2 separate regions of the Rattus norvegicus genome follow, and region 1 is linked to region 2. The links are chromatin contacts, called in public Hi-C maps. All regions are on one chromosome and are shown on one strand. Each heading gives the region's core, a stretch centred on a gene start, on an enhancer-like site or on the middle of the called end of the contact. The rest is flanking DNA. Distances are from core to core; before and after follow the strand shown. Region 1 has its middle 29 kb from the start of Sh3pxd2b. Region 2 holds the start of Rpl26l1 (ribosomal protein L26 like 1).

What was found. Hi-C and Micro-C count contacts between places; a contact is called where the count stands out from the background.
Region 1: a Hi-C map of kidney shows a contact between it and region 2, with 6 times the contacts expected there. The contact joins the enhancer-like site here to the promoter of Rpl26l1 in region 2. A contact is called at or near these places in 4 of 12 Hi-C or Micro-C datasets (frontal cortex, hepatocytes, kidney and 1 more).

What each region holds. Positions count from the first base shown.
Region 1 is chr10:17,391,123-17,397,727 of GRCr8, forward strand. No RefSeq gene overlaps it. Among named protein-coding and RNA genes, the nearest start is that of Sh3pxd2b, 29 kb to the right of the region's middle. Within about 2 kb of position 1,804, at least 12 of the 93 cell types and tissues checked have an H3K27ac peak or open chromatin away from gene starts, as enhancers often do.
Region 2 is chr10:17,025,097-17,031,803 of GRCr8, forward strand. Rpl26l1 (ribosomal protein L26 like 1) reads right to left here and starts at 3,932. Exons shown (of 3, transcript NM_001402099.1): 1 at 3,653-3,932; 2 at 2,201-2,410; 3 at 1. The coding sequence starts at 3,682. It overlaps LOC134480770 (a long non-coding RNA gene), which reads left to right and starts at 3,972. Exons shown (of 2, transcript XR_010055559.1): 1 at 3,972-4,104; 2 at 6,280-6,597.

The sequences.
Region 1 (6,605 bases), core at 554-3,053, 360 kb after region 2:
CTTTTTAAAGTATCATGTATCTTGCTTTTTAGTGACACATGAGTAGTATATAAAAAACGATTACCCTATCAGATTAGAGGAACCTTGTTGAAGGTCACCCCAAGTCCTACTCCACCCAGCCCCACTAGAACGTGACAGCCTCGCCCTTCGCCCGAACTTCTCCAGGCCTTGATAACGCTTATGGACCTGCTGGATCAGAGATCTGTGTTTCACTTTTTGTCTTGTTTGTATGTCTTGTGGGCATGGAGGGGGAGGAGGCACATAGGTGTGTAGGTGACATGCGTGCATGCGTGCGAGCGTGGGTGTGTGTTTGTGTTTGTGCTTACATATGTAGAAGCCAGAGGACAGCCTTGGATGTCATTCCTCAGACACCACCTTTTTTGTTAACATAGTCTCACTGAGCAGGCTGTCTGTCTGTCTGTCTGAGCTCCAGGGATCTTCCAGTCTGATTGCCCAGCTTTGACAGTATCAGCCACCACGCCTGACTTTTGGACACGGGTTCTAGGTGTTCAAACTCGGGTTCCTCAGCCATAGTTTTTGTTTTTTTAAATACCTGCTGTATGTATACATGTGTCTACAATTCGCTTTTCTTTTTCCAACATAATCCCCTGTCACTTACAGAGGAAAGCCTTCTGAAGTAATGATTTACAATCCTAACAAGCCTGTATAAAAGACGCGCAATCCAGATATTTTATTGATGATCCTATGCCTGGATTGGGCAGGGCTAGGGCTGTCCTCACTCAATCCCCAGCTACAACACCCCCATTACTCGACGTTTCTCCTGCCCACACGGTTCTGGTCTATGGTGGCTTCCTCCTCCTCAGTCTTCCTCTCCTCCTTTCTCTCTCTCTACCTGCAACTCCCTTCTCAAACCTCCAGTCCTACCCTCGTCCCTCCCCTGCCCAATCACAGGCTCCAGCCTTTTATTGACCGGTTAAGCTGTGGAGATGGAGTCATAACTTGGGTACCTGAGGATCTGCTCCACACACTCCCTGCTTGTAAACATCCCTGCCTCAGTTTCCCCACCAGTGGCATGGAGGCATCCCCTAAAGGACATGGGCAGGCGCTGGTGTACCCTGAACTGTCTGTCCATCAGCCTAGGCGGGCCTCCTCTGCTCCACCTCCAAAGCCCCCCCCCCCTGATCCTTTGTGACTCACCCCCTCCCCGCCTCCCTGTGGTCTGCTCTGCTGCTTCTAGGGCTGCGAAAAAGAGCTCGGTGGCTGTCTTAAAATAGCAGCCCGTCTCTCTCCTGTGTGCCTCTGAAAGCAGCTGCGTTTGGTTTTGTCTGGAACTGTCTGGAAACTGAGACAATGGACTCAGGACACTGTCACCAATCCTCAGACATAGCAATCTGTCAATCAACTCTCACACCAGGAGCTCATGCAGGGAATAGATGATCTGCACCAAACGTTCCCTTCACAGGCATGGGTTAGAAGCCTAAACTGGGGACAGCAAGCCCTCCCCTCCCCACACTGCCCTGTGGGAAAGGACGCTAGCTCTGCTTCCCATAGGTAACAACACCAGGCAATCTCAAGCAAGCACCTCCCATCCATGAGACCATTTAACATCACAAAGCACCTTTCTGTCCTGAGACTGGGGGATGGATGAACTGTAGAACTGATTCGGCCCGCAGTGCTGGAGGGTAGGAGGGCTAAGGCATCTGCTGAGAGCCTCGAACCACACTGCAGGGTGGAGGATCTAGAGTATAAGAAAATAGTAAGCTCAGCTCTTATTGTAAAGACAGTGGTGCCACCTTGGGGCCCTCTCTCAGCTGTTTATGACTACCAGGCAGGCGGTCTCCAGCGCGCCCTCTGCAGGTCACTGCAGGTATGTGCAAGGCTACTCCAGTATCGTCAGCACCTCCAACATCACCATGCCTTTGCACAACCAAATGTTTGTTAAATGTCTATTTGTAGGGCCGCACTCAGATCCGTGTAATTGCCGGGGGTCAGTTCAGACACAGTGGCACTCTGGCGGGACTGTAGAAGGCATCTCACTGCCCTCGGGTAGCTTCTTGCATGCCAGGAGAGATTCCTATGCCACGTGAGGGAGGACAAAGATGTGGCAAGAGCTGACCTGGAGCCACGAGCGGTCCTGGATCTGATGGGAGAGCCGCGTTGAATGATGGGAGAACAATTCCGTTCTGGAATCCTGGACTACATAAACAGAAAGGCGGCTGAGCACAAGCTCTCTCTGCTTCCAGAATGTCTATACAATATGACCACCTCCTCTTCTGCCACCGTACCTTCCCACCATGATGGACTGTACTCCATAGAGCTATGAGCCATAGTAAACTGTTCCTTAAGTTGCTTGTACCCGGTTGTTACAGCAACAGTGACTAGTATTGAAAATTGGTACCTGGGGCAGGATGGGAAAGTGGACATCAGGAGGTGCTGGTGCTGCTGTGAGAAACCCAACCGTGTGGTTCTTAGATCTTTTGAATTGGTTTGTGGGAGACATATGGAAAAGCCTAGAATGTTATCCTAGAAAGTCCCTGGGACACCGTAAGCACAGACTAATGGAGACATTTTGATAGGAGCCTGAAAGACAAGGATGCAGAGAAACGTGAACAGTAGAGAGCCAGCAAGGCTTTGGGGGAAAGGCTCTCTCAGGAAGTGAGTTGAGGGACATTGTGTGGTATTCTGACTGCATTCTGCCTACGTCCTGAGAACATGAGTGGGGTTTTATTTAAGGAGAACAGGCTGCTGTGTCTGGCAGAGGAAATCTCCAGACAGGAGACCATTCAGGAGATCATTCAGGCTGTGGCAAGGTCATTGCTTACAGCTCTCACTGAGGCCCCCAGTGAGAGAGAAAAAGGTGTACCCGAAAGAGAAGATGATGTTTGGTTAAAAGGATGTGCAGGTAAGATTAAGTTTCAGGGAAGGGCCTAGCAAGCGCAAGGCCCTGGGTTCGATCCTCAGCTCCGAAAAAAAAAAAAAAAAGTTTCAGGGAAGGAGGATTGGGTGTGACTGTTAAGGAGATGAGTAAGTAGCATTAAAGAGAAGCAGACCCTGGTGACAAGAAAGGTGCCCTAAGGGTATGACACACCCCTAAAGGACTCCGTACTGTGAAAATGCATATTCATTTAAGAGGAACTAAGGACATCATATAGGGTTGGTTGAGTGATCCCAGGAAGTGTTTCCCAGGGCCAGCACTCAAAAGCCAGTGCAACTGTGGTCTCCACCCACCCAGGGAAGGCACAAGAACTTGGTGGCAACAACCACAGTTTTTGTGTGGATTTGGTTTTGCAGATGTGAGGGATGCAGGATTGCAAGGGCCATAGAGCCGTGTCCCACAGCTCCAGAGAGCCACTGAATCCAGTCCGTGTGTTACGGCACCTGCAAGGAGGCCCTGAGAGGTTACTGTACAAAAGTGAAGCCCAAGCTGCAGTGGAGACTCCAGAACCATGAAAGATCTGCTAAAGAAAGCTGCAGGCAGTACAACAATGCCAAGCAACCAGAGCTTCCAGGGACTAAGCCACTACCTAAAGACTATACATGGACTGACCCTGACTCTGACCTCATAAGTAGCAATGAGTATCCTAGTAAGAGCACCAGTGGAAGGGGAAGCCCTGGGTCCTGCTAAGACTGAACCCCCAGTGAACTAGACTGTTGGGGGGAGGGCGGCAATGGGGGGTGGGTTGGGAGGGAAACACCCATAAGGAAGGGGAGGGGGGAGGGGGATGTTTGCCCAGAAACCGAGAAAGGGAGTAACACTCGAAATGTATATAAGAAATACTCAAGTTAATAAAAAAAAAAAGAAAGAAAGAAAAGAAAGCTGCAGGCATGGGATGGACCAGACAGGGAGGGTAGGGGGAGAGGGGGAGGGAGGAGGGAGGAGGAGAGGGGAGGAAGGAGGGGAGAGAGGAGGAGGAAAAGTGAAGGGGGAAGGGGAGAGGAGGAGGAAAAGTGAAGGGGGAGGGGGGAGGAAGAGGGACATTGAAGGGGAAGGGGAAGGGGGAGGGGAGGGGGAACGGGAGGGGGAAGGGGAGGGGGAGGGTGGGAGGCTGGGCCCAGGCAGCAGAACTGGAGGGCAGGACTGACCATTCCCCTTGGAACTGAGACAATTCTAGCACAAGCCCCAGACCCAAAGTGGAGTTGTGGAATTTGGTGTTGGCCCTGCAGACTGTCTGACTACTTTGGACCTAGCTTTCCTTCTGCTCCATTCTTCCTGTTAGGAATGGGAACACTCACCCTGCGCTATGCACATCGTTTTTAATAGGAGGTCATAGTGAAGAGATGGAGTCTCAGATGAGAGTTGGATTTGTCTCTTTTGAAGGGTGTGGAAACTTAACGGTCATGTGGACTTTTGAGGTTGGTCTGAATACATTCTGTGTTATAATTGCATGCCTATAGGGACAGCGGGTGAAAGGTTATGGCTTAAGAGCAGTGTGTTTGGGTGTCAAGTTGACAAGAGGTAGAGCTGTGATAGTTTATACTGGTTATCAACTTAACGAGATTTATAATTACCGTAGAAGGAAGCCTCTGGGCACGTCTGAGAGGAAGTTTTTAGATTGGGTTCATTGAGATGAGAAGACCCGCTTTAAATGTGGGCTATGCCATTTCGTGGACTAGGGTCCTGAATTAAATAAAAACAAAGTGAGGTGAGCAGCAGCATCCGTCTCCCTCTGCCTCCCGAGTATGGACAGAATGTGACCAGCCGCCTCAGGCTCCTGCTGCTGTGCCCTCCCTGCCCTAGTGGGCTGACTCCTTGGAGCTGTGAGCCAATCAAATCCTTTCTTCCTAAGCTGCTTGCCTGGTACCTGTCACAGTAGCAAGTAGCTGGTACCCATCCACAAATCTCACTAAAAACCCAGACCTCAGATGGGCATGGCATCTGTAATGCCAGGCCTCAGAGCACTGGGGAAGCCTGTGCTGAGGCAGGAGGATTGTGGATTTGAAGCTATCCCGGGCTGAACAGCAAGAGCCTGTCTCAAAACACAAACAAATGAATGAATGAATACATAAATAAATACTTAAGAGAACATTCTGGCCACAGAGAATAGGCTCCCTAAAGTCTCCCCTCCAGCATTGTTTTAAAAGAGAGCATTTATGTTTCACATTGTCTTCACAAATGAACCAGCAGAGTGAGGACTTGCTTCAAAATAAGCCTATGTGGTGAACAGGGAGGGAGAGGGACCTGGTTGGAGCCTGTGGCCACAGGGCTTAGGCCTGTTGCTATTGCCCCAGTGTTTCTTCTTTTCTTTCTAATAATTGTTTTTATTAATAATTTTATTAATTTTTTATTGGTGCTTTTCCTGCACACACACACACATATATATACACACACACATACACACACATACACACATACACACACATATACACACATATATACACACACATACAGATATATATATACCCACACACATATATACACACACATACACACACATATATTCACACATACATACATATATACACACACATACACACACACACACACACACACACACACACACACACACATCTGGATGTTGGATCCCCTGGAGCTGGAGTTACAGACACTTGCAAGCTGCCATGTATGTTGGGAGTTGAACCCAGGGCCTCTGGAAAAACAGACAGTGCTCTTAATCGCCAAGTCATCTCTCCAGCACCCACTGTGATGTTTCTAATTGGTTTTTGTCTGACTTTTTTGTGGTGATTTTAAAACCTCCACAAATAAGGTTCTGGAAGAAAGTACTCTAGTTCTCCTGTGTCGTAGATGAAGATCGCAAAAACTCAAGAGAGGTTAGATCACTGCTCTGTAAGATCAGACTGCCTGCTTGGCGTTCAGTATTTAAACACAGGTCAGGGTGAATTCGGAGTCTACACTCTCCACAGCAGCAGTCATTTTCTTAAAACCCACAAGATAACAACGTCTAGCTAGCTGTGCAAATGTTCAAGAAGGAGAGAGAGATCTTCACTGGGTAAAATGACAGCCCAAGGACAGTGTGGAGGACTCTACTGCCATACAACAAGAGGGAAAGTTTATTCTTGCAGTTCGGGGAAAAAGAAAGGTTGCCGCTCTTTCTCCATCCTCTCTTTCAGGATTGAGGCTGGTGATAAAAGCAGTAAAGGGGTATGTCTTGCCTGGCTGCTGTCTCTCCAGAGACAGGTCTCAGGGCAAAGGCAGGTGAGCGGTGGCACCAGGACCTGGCCCTTGCTGGTGGCCTTGTAAACCAGCTGTCCCCTCCAGCAAAGCATTCAGTCCTCAGCGCACAATGAGGTGGTTGGGTGGGGTGCCCTGAGGAGGAAAACTGTACCCACGTAGATCCATCATTGTCCTGTCCGCTTGGGGACCTTGGAACAAGGTGGCAGCCTGGGTCAGGTGCAGAGGTCGCTGCAGCTCGGGAGAGAAGAGAAGGCGGTGAGCACCCCCATGTGGCGGGACCGGGAACTGCGCAGCAGCAAGCAGAATGTCAGTGTCACAGGCCCCTGCCATGCACTTGGCTCTTTGCCCACAGCTCCGGCTCCATCCTTCGACAGAACTCTTCGAAGTCTAGTTCGGGTTCAAAGGGCCTTTACGTCTCTGATATGTGTCCTGCTATGCTAGAACTGCCACAGCCCTACAGATGCTTCATTCCGCAATTTGACAGACAGGTTATGTTCTTTCCATGTATTCA
Region 2 (6,707 bases), core at 2,682-5,181:
CCTGTTAGGAGACAAAACAGAGTCGTAAGTGGAAGGAATTTTATAATCTCCACAATTCTGAGCAGTGGACCCTCCCTTGGGTTCCTCCTGCCAGCCACTCTCAAGACCCTGGATCTCTTGAGGCCCCCACAGTTCAGTGATGTGATGACAAGGGACAGAAACTTTGCTTACATCCCTGGCTGGTGAGAAGCAGTTCAGAAAAAAAAAAATCTGGATTCTCACCAGCTGCTGGGTACCAATGCAGGGACTAAGAAGACGGGATTCTAACCACGCAGTTTACAGATCTGAAGCTCAGAGAAAGCCTCTCCAGCATGTGAATGAGGGTGAACAGCGCTTCTTAGCTGGGTGGGGAGGCCCGGGAAGAGAGCTCTGCCCTTTCCTCTCGGGATTCTTCCTAGTGAACGAGGGCTACTTTGAATGCGTGGGCCCTCTTGCCCTCCACTTGAGGGTACAGCATCGTCAAGAATGTCAAGATAGAAGCACCTCTACAACAGTAGTTCTCAGCCTTCTGAGCGCCGTGACGCTATAATATAATATAGTTATGTTATATTATAACTATAATACAGTTTCTCATGTAGTGGTGACCCCAGCTATAAAATTATTCCATTGCTACTCTGTAACTGTAAATTTGCTACTGTGATGAATCGTAATGTAAATATCTGATATGGAACCCCTGTGGGATCTTGACCCACAGGATATAAACTACTGCTCTAATCCCTACTGATGCCGCTAAGCCTGCCTGCCCTCACCCAGCCAGGGATCCCCATTTTGCTGGGTTATTATCTGTCCTTGCTGGTTTTGTGTGTCGACTTGACACAAGCTGGAGTTATCATAAGGAGCCTCCCTTGAGGAGATGCCTCCATGAGACCCAGCTGAAGGCATTTTCTCAATTAGTGATCAAGCGGGGAGGGCCCTGCCCATTGTGGGTGGTGCGTCCCTGGGCTGGTGGTCCTGGGTTCTATTAGAGAGCAAGCTGAACAAGCCAGGGGAAGCAAGCCAGTAAGTAACATCCCTCCATGGCCTCTGCATCAGCTCCTGCTTCCTGACCTGCTTGAGTTCCAGTCCTGACTTCCTTTGGTGATGAACAGCAGTGTGGAAGTGTAAGCTGAATAAACCCTTTCCTCCCCAACTTGCTCCTTGGTCCTGATGTTTTATGCGGAATAGAAACACTAAGACAATATCCATGTAGACAATTGTACCTCAGCCTTCTTATGCTGTACCCATTTGATGTAGATGTCATACTGGTTTTGGCACACTAGGGCTACCTTGCTGACCTGCTGACTTTACAGTCTCCTCAAACCACCTAGGACAGCACAGCATACGGAGGAAGCTGTTAGGAACACGTGGGCTGAACACATAAACTTCTGAACGACACAGTCTTGGCAGTCAGAGCTAGTTTTTTTTTGTGCTGTACGCTTGTCCTGAGGTTGCCTGATGTCTTATGTTAGACCCCAGCACCACAACCCCAAAACTACCCCTGTGGCTGGGAGTGAAGTCGGCGGTGGGAACTGTGTTTACGACTCACAGGTCCCAGCACTGCGGAGGTCTACCATGGTAGCGCATGCCCGTAATTCCAGCACTCGGGAAGATCAGAAACCCAGCGACATCCTCAGCTACATGCTCTGTATTATTTAACTTGAGTTTCAGTTTCTTCATACCTAAAACACAATTCATATATATATATGACATATGGATATGAATATATTTAAACTCCTTTATATCATACTTTTTATATTCATCTAGTTAATACATTTTATTTTTTTTCCCTACCCAACAAGTATTGACAGAGCCCTGTTAGGAGCCAGGGCTGAGACCGGCCAACAAACAAGATGGCAGCTCTCTGGCACATGTGAGAGGCGGTAAACAGTTATAGGCGAAGTATAGGCCTCTCTGTCCCTTTTCCTTTGTGTGTCTCTCTCTCTGTGTCTATCTTTTTTTTAAAAAAAAATATTATTTATTTAATGTATATGAGTACACTGTAGCTGTCTTCAGACACACCAGAATAGGGCATCATCTCATCACAGATGGTTGTGAGCCACCATGTGTTTGCTGGGAATTGAACTCAGGACCTCCAGAAGAACAGTCAGTGCTCTCTAACCACTGAGCAATCTCTCTAGCCCCGTCTGTCTTTTGAAACAAGGTCTCCTTGCTGTCCTGGAACTTGCTTTGTGGACCAGGCTGGCCTGAGAGATCCCCATACCTCTATCCCCTGAATGCTGGGAATAAAAGAGTAGATCACCACGCCTGGCAGATGCAGACGACTCTTTTGAGAAGCCGGACTATGAAATGGGGGAGCAGAGCAGTAGCGGGAAGGATATGTGGAGAAAGGAGAGAATATGAATTTTCCAGCTTGCTTGCCAAGGAGAGCGATTTCCAAGGTTGCTGTGGCCTGAAGGCTCTTGACTTTCTCCTTTAAAGAAGGCAAACATTTTCAGGTTCACGTTGGTTTTCCAAGACAGGGTCTCTCTCTATAGCTCTGGCTGTCCTAGAACTCGATCTGTAGACCAGGTTGGCCTCAAACTTAGGAGATGTATCTGCCTCAGGCTCCTCAGTGCTGTGATTAAAGGCGTATGTATAATGATGTGTATAAGTCTTTGTGTGTCACATGACTGCAGTGTCCATGGGGCCAGGGCATGGAATCCCTCTGCAGCTGGAGTTACAGGCGGTTGTGAGCTGCCGGACATGAGTGCTGGGAGCTAAACTCTGATCCTCTGTAGGAGCAGTGCACACTCAGAACTGCTCAGCCCGGCCTGCCTGTCACTGGCCTTGCTCTTTTCACTTCACTCCAGTTATATTTCCTTACTAACTGACCCCTCAACCATCAGATGTCCAATACACAAAGCTCCTCACTTTATCTCACATCATTCCCTAAAACAATAACTCTCAGCTGCGGAAGAAGGGCAAAGGGGACTCAATAATCCTGGCACTGGCTGAGCAGAGGCCAGGGATGCTGTTAGCATCCCTGCATGCAAAAGGGTAAAAGGAGCTTCCCACAACCACCCTGCCCAAGAAGCCCTGTGCAGTTGTGAGCTTCCCGGAGGAGGGCTGCCTCAGTCCTGCTCATTGCTATTGTCGGACGAATGCCTGCTGAGTGAACAATAACACTCTTCGGGCAAACAATCTAGTCTCTGCCTATTCTGTGTTATTCCCCATTCCCAGTCCTCATCCTGCCACGCCCCCACTCAGTCACACCCTATGCTCCAGTCCCAGGGAACACGTGGTCTCTGATTATTTTTGTACTTCTGATCTGCAGCTACCAACTCATTTCCCTTGCCACATCTATCTAGTATCATTGCATGGTAAATTCTTACAGATCCCTGCCCACCAATTCTGCTAAACTCAAGAGACACTACAGCACTTTCTCCCTTTAAAGACTGGCTCAATGAGGCATCATGAGCTATAGCTGGCAAACTAAAGGCCAGTGGGCTAAATTGAGAGAGATGTTTTCAGTCCTGGCATATTGTTCTATGGCCATTATCGAAAACTGAACGCTCCTAGGCAGGACAGGCACAGTAGTGGCTCCGTTCTAATACGTCTGCAGTACTCTGCTGTCTTGATTGAAGTCTTGGGGCATATGACAGGATTTCATGTTAAGGGGGTGAGTGAACTTTATGCTCCTGGGGAACTAGAACTCGAGGACGCTTGGGTGTACCTGGACCTTGTTGTCCTTGCGAATGGGCATGGAACAGACGCACTACTTCTGCCGCAGTTCCTTGGACAGCGGCAAAGACATAGTCTTTCGGAGCACGTGGGAGGGAGCATTGAAATAAAGTTTGAGGCTTAAGCTGCGGTCCGAGGTCAACAAGGGATGAAACTGCCTGGTGATCGCCTGCAAAAAGCGGGAAAGGAGGTAGTCCAGGGACGGTTCTGGGTCCTAGAGGAACCACTACTATTCACTCATCGGTTCCGGTTCCGGTGGTGTGTGCGCAGGCCCGGAAATGACATTTCCTTTAACCCAAGCATAGAAGGAATGCGGGTCTCCGCTTCCTGCCGCAGGAAAGCGGAACAGCTCCCCCTGCGGCTGGAGTTGAGTCTCAGCATGGTCTCTCGGGGAGTGGAGTAGGCAGGACCTGAGGCTGGCGGCACCCCTAATGAAACCGCTTTGTAAGACCTGAAACAGAAGCTCATCGATGCTTCTCTGGCTTCAGTTTCTGGTTTTGTGTCGGGGATCGAATCCAGGGCTTTGGGACCCTTTCTAGCCTGGCTTGATGTCTCATTCCTAACATTCCTATCACTCCAGTACTGGGGAGGTGGAACCAGGGGATCAAAAGTTAAGAGCTTGCCGGGACCGTCATAAACAAACCAACTAACCAGGACATATTCTGTTGGGTACTTAGACAGGCATTAGCCAACTCGGGGACCACTGAGGATGGACTCCCTCCAGATCTATTCGGCCTCCCCCTCCTCCTGTTCCCTTGATAAAACACCAATTTTAAGAAAGGGAAGCACTGTAAATTGCCCCTCTTTAAGATTTAAAATTTCAAAGGAAAGAGAGGACGCTTAGTAAATGACTAAGATACAGATCTTGTTTGCCATGACACTTTGGGCATTATTCCCAGAAGACAACTCTTCTTTACCCTTTTACCTTGCCCGGCACAAGCTACTTTGAGACTTTTTTTTTTTTTTCTTTTTTTCGGAGCTGGGGACCAAACCCAGGGCCTTGAGCTTGCTAGGCAAGCACTCTACTACTGAGCTAAATCCCCAACCCCGCTTTGAGACCTTCATGACCCAGCCTGCTGCATTCTTAGACCCTGAACCGTGTGGGAAGATGGGAAAGGAAAGGGGAAGGGAGAGCAGGGAACCTAGCACCCCAGTCAGGAGGCCAAAGGTACAAAAAGGAGGGGTGGGTAACCAAAATGTCTGGGTTACATAGGGAAGAGCCTCTGGGGGGAATCAACCCAACTCGAGTTCAGGGTAGAGGGCAGGGAGTGCCAGCCATACCATGTAAAGTATCCCGGGGTTGGGGATTTAGCTCAGTGGTAGAGCGCTAGCCTAGCAAGCGCAAGGCCCTGGGTTCGGTCCCCAGCTCCGAAAAAAAGAAAAGGAAAAAAAAAAGTATCCCAAGGGATGCTGGGAGAACCTGGAGGAGGCCGGGTGCTCTTTAATATGTAATTAGGCACCTGAGTCAGGGTTTGAAACTTAACTGGTGTGCGCTGCAAGCTGTCCTCAGCATCCTGGTTACCAACCCTCCATCCATGGATATTCAAGTCTAATCCATCATAATGTTTGCTTGGCATATGTATGTAAATTTGGATGCATATGTCTATCCTGTGCATACATACTTAAATCATATCTAGATATAACAACCAGTACAATATAAAGGCTTTATGTGTTTTGATACTGTATTGCTTAGGACATGAAAAAAATGTGTACATATTCAGTAAGGATGAACTTTTTAAAAAAAATTTAAATATTTTTCACCTGTGTCTGGTTCAGTTTGGGAGAACCCTACCCATGTGACAGGCTGATTGTACACTGTCCATATTCTTTAAACACCATGACACACCTTTCAAAAGCCATCTGTCTGGCTTCTTCAGAATTACTAAGAAGTTTTATATGTAACATTTTGGGTCCTGCTACAATTTTATAAAAACACATGGTCGAAGGTCGAAGGTCAGGGTTATATCTGAATTATTTTAAATTAAAATAGAATGTAATTTATTGATGCTGGGGATTGAATCCAGTAGTAACATATTAAATACATATTCTACCACCGACTCACACTTGCTTGTCCCTTAAATTTGAACTTTTAAAAAAGAGTTCTCTCACCTTCCAGGATTTTTAGGGTGAACCAATGCTTGTTGCCCCCCCAACCCCTAAACCCCGTTTGTTTAGCTCTTGCTTGGATCATAAAGTCATCCCTGGTACCAAGTGTGTCTTTCGTGCTGGACCGGGAACTGCCAGCTTTGTAGTCCTAATTTTCTGATCTGTAGAATGAGTATGATCTTAGTAGGTTGTCATAAGATTTAAACGACTTTCCTAAAGTGTTGAGAACCGCGTGTGGCACGTAGCAGTTATAATCAGTCTTCATAAGAAAAATCAGATATGTGGGCTCACTCCAGGATAGTCCTTTGCATTTACTGCAGTCTTCAAATTTAGGCTTTTTATGCCGAGGACTGGCGCTCAGTGCGCAGACTCCTAAACGGAATCACAATGATGCGAACCATTAGCTTTGTTTGATGGAAATATGTGCGATGCGCCACGCTGACGATAGTGTGAAGTGTACTTCCTCTACCGTTTATTTTTAATTTTTGTTTTTTTTTTTTAACCGATTGACAGCTTTGGGAGAGAGCCAGCTCACAGTCTTCAGTCCGCAGCCGTCCCCGGTCCACCTCTGGGTCCTTTACCTGCCTCTCTTTACCCTTGCACCGGAGCGCGTCTCCTCTTGTGTTGGAAGATTGCTGGTAGCGCGGGCGCCACCTGCAGGCTGGTCAGATTGAGACTCGCTGCGCATCCTCTAGGAGAGAAGTATTGGCGGCCCTGTAAAGGCCCCTCCCTGGCACTGTAGCAGCGAAGAGGGAGTGAAAGAGCTTCCAGTTTCTGCTCTTTTCATCTTAAAACCCAAAAGTGATTATTCTGTATAAAGTGTTATTAATACGTTCGTCGTCTCTAGCCTTCCACTCACGGTGCATAGGCTGAACACCTACTTTGTGCCAGATTCTGGATATGAGGTTATAATGTTCACCTAACAAATGGAGACCCTAAGA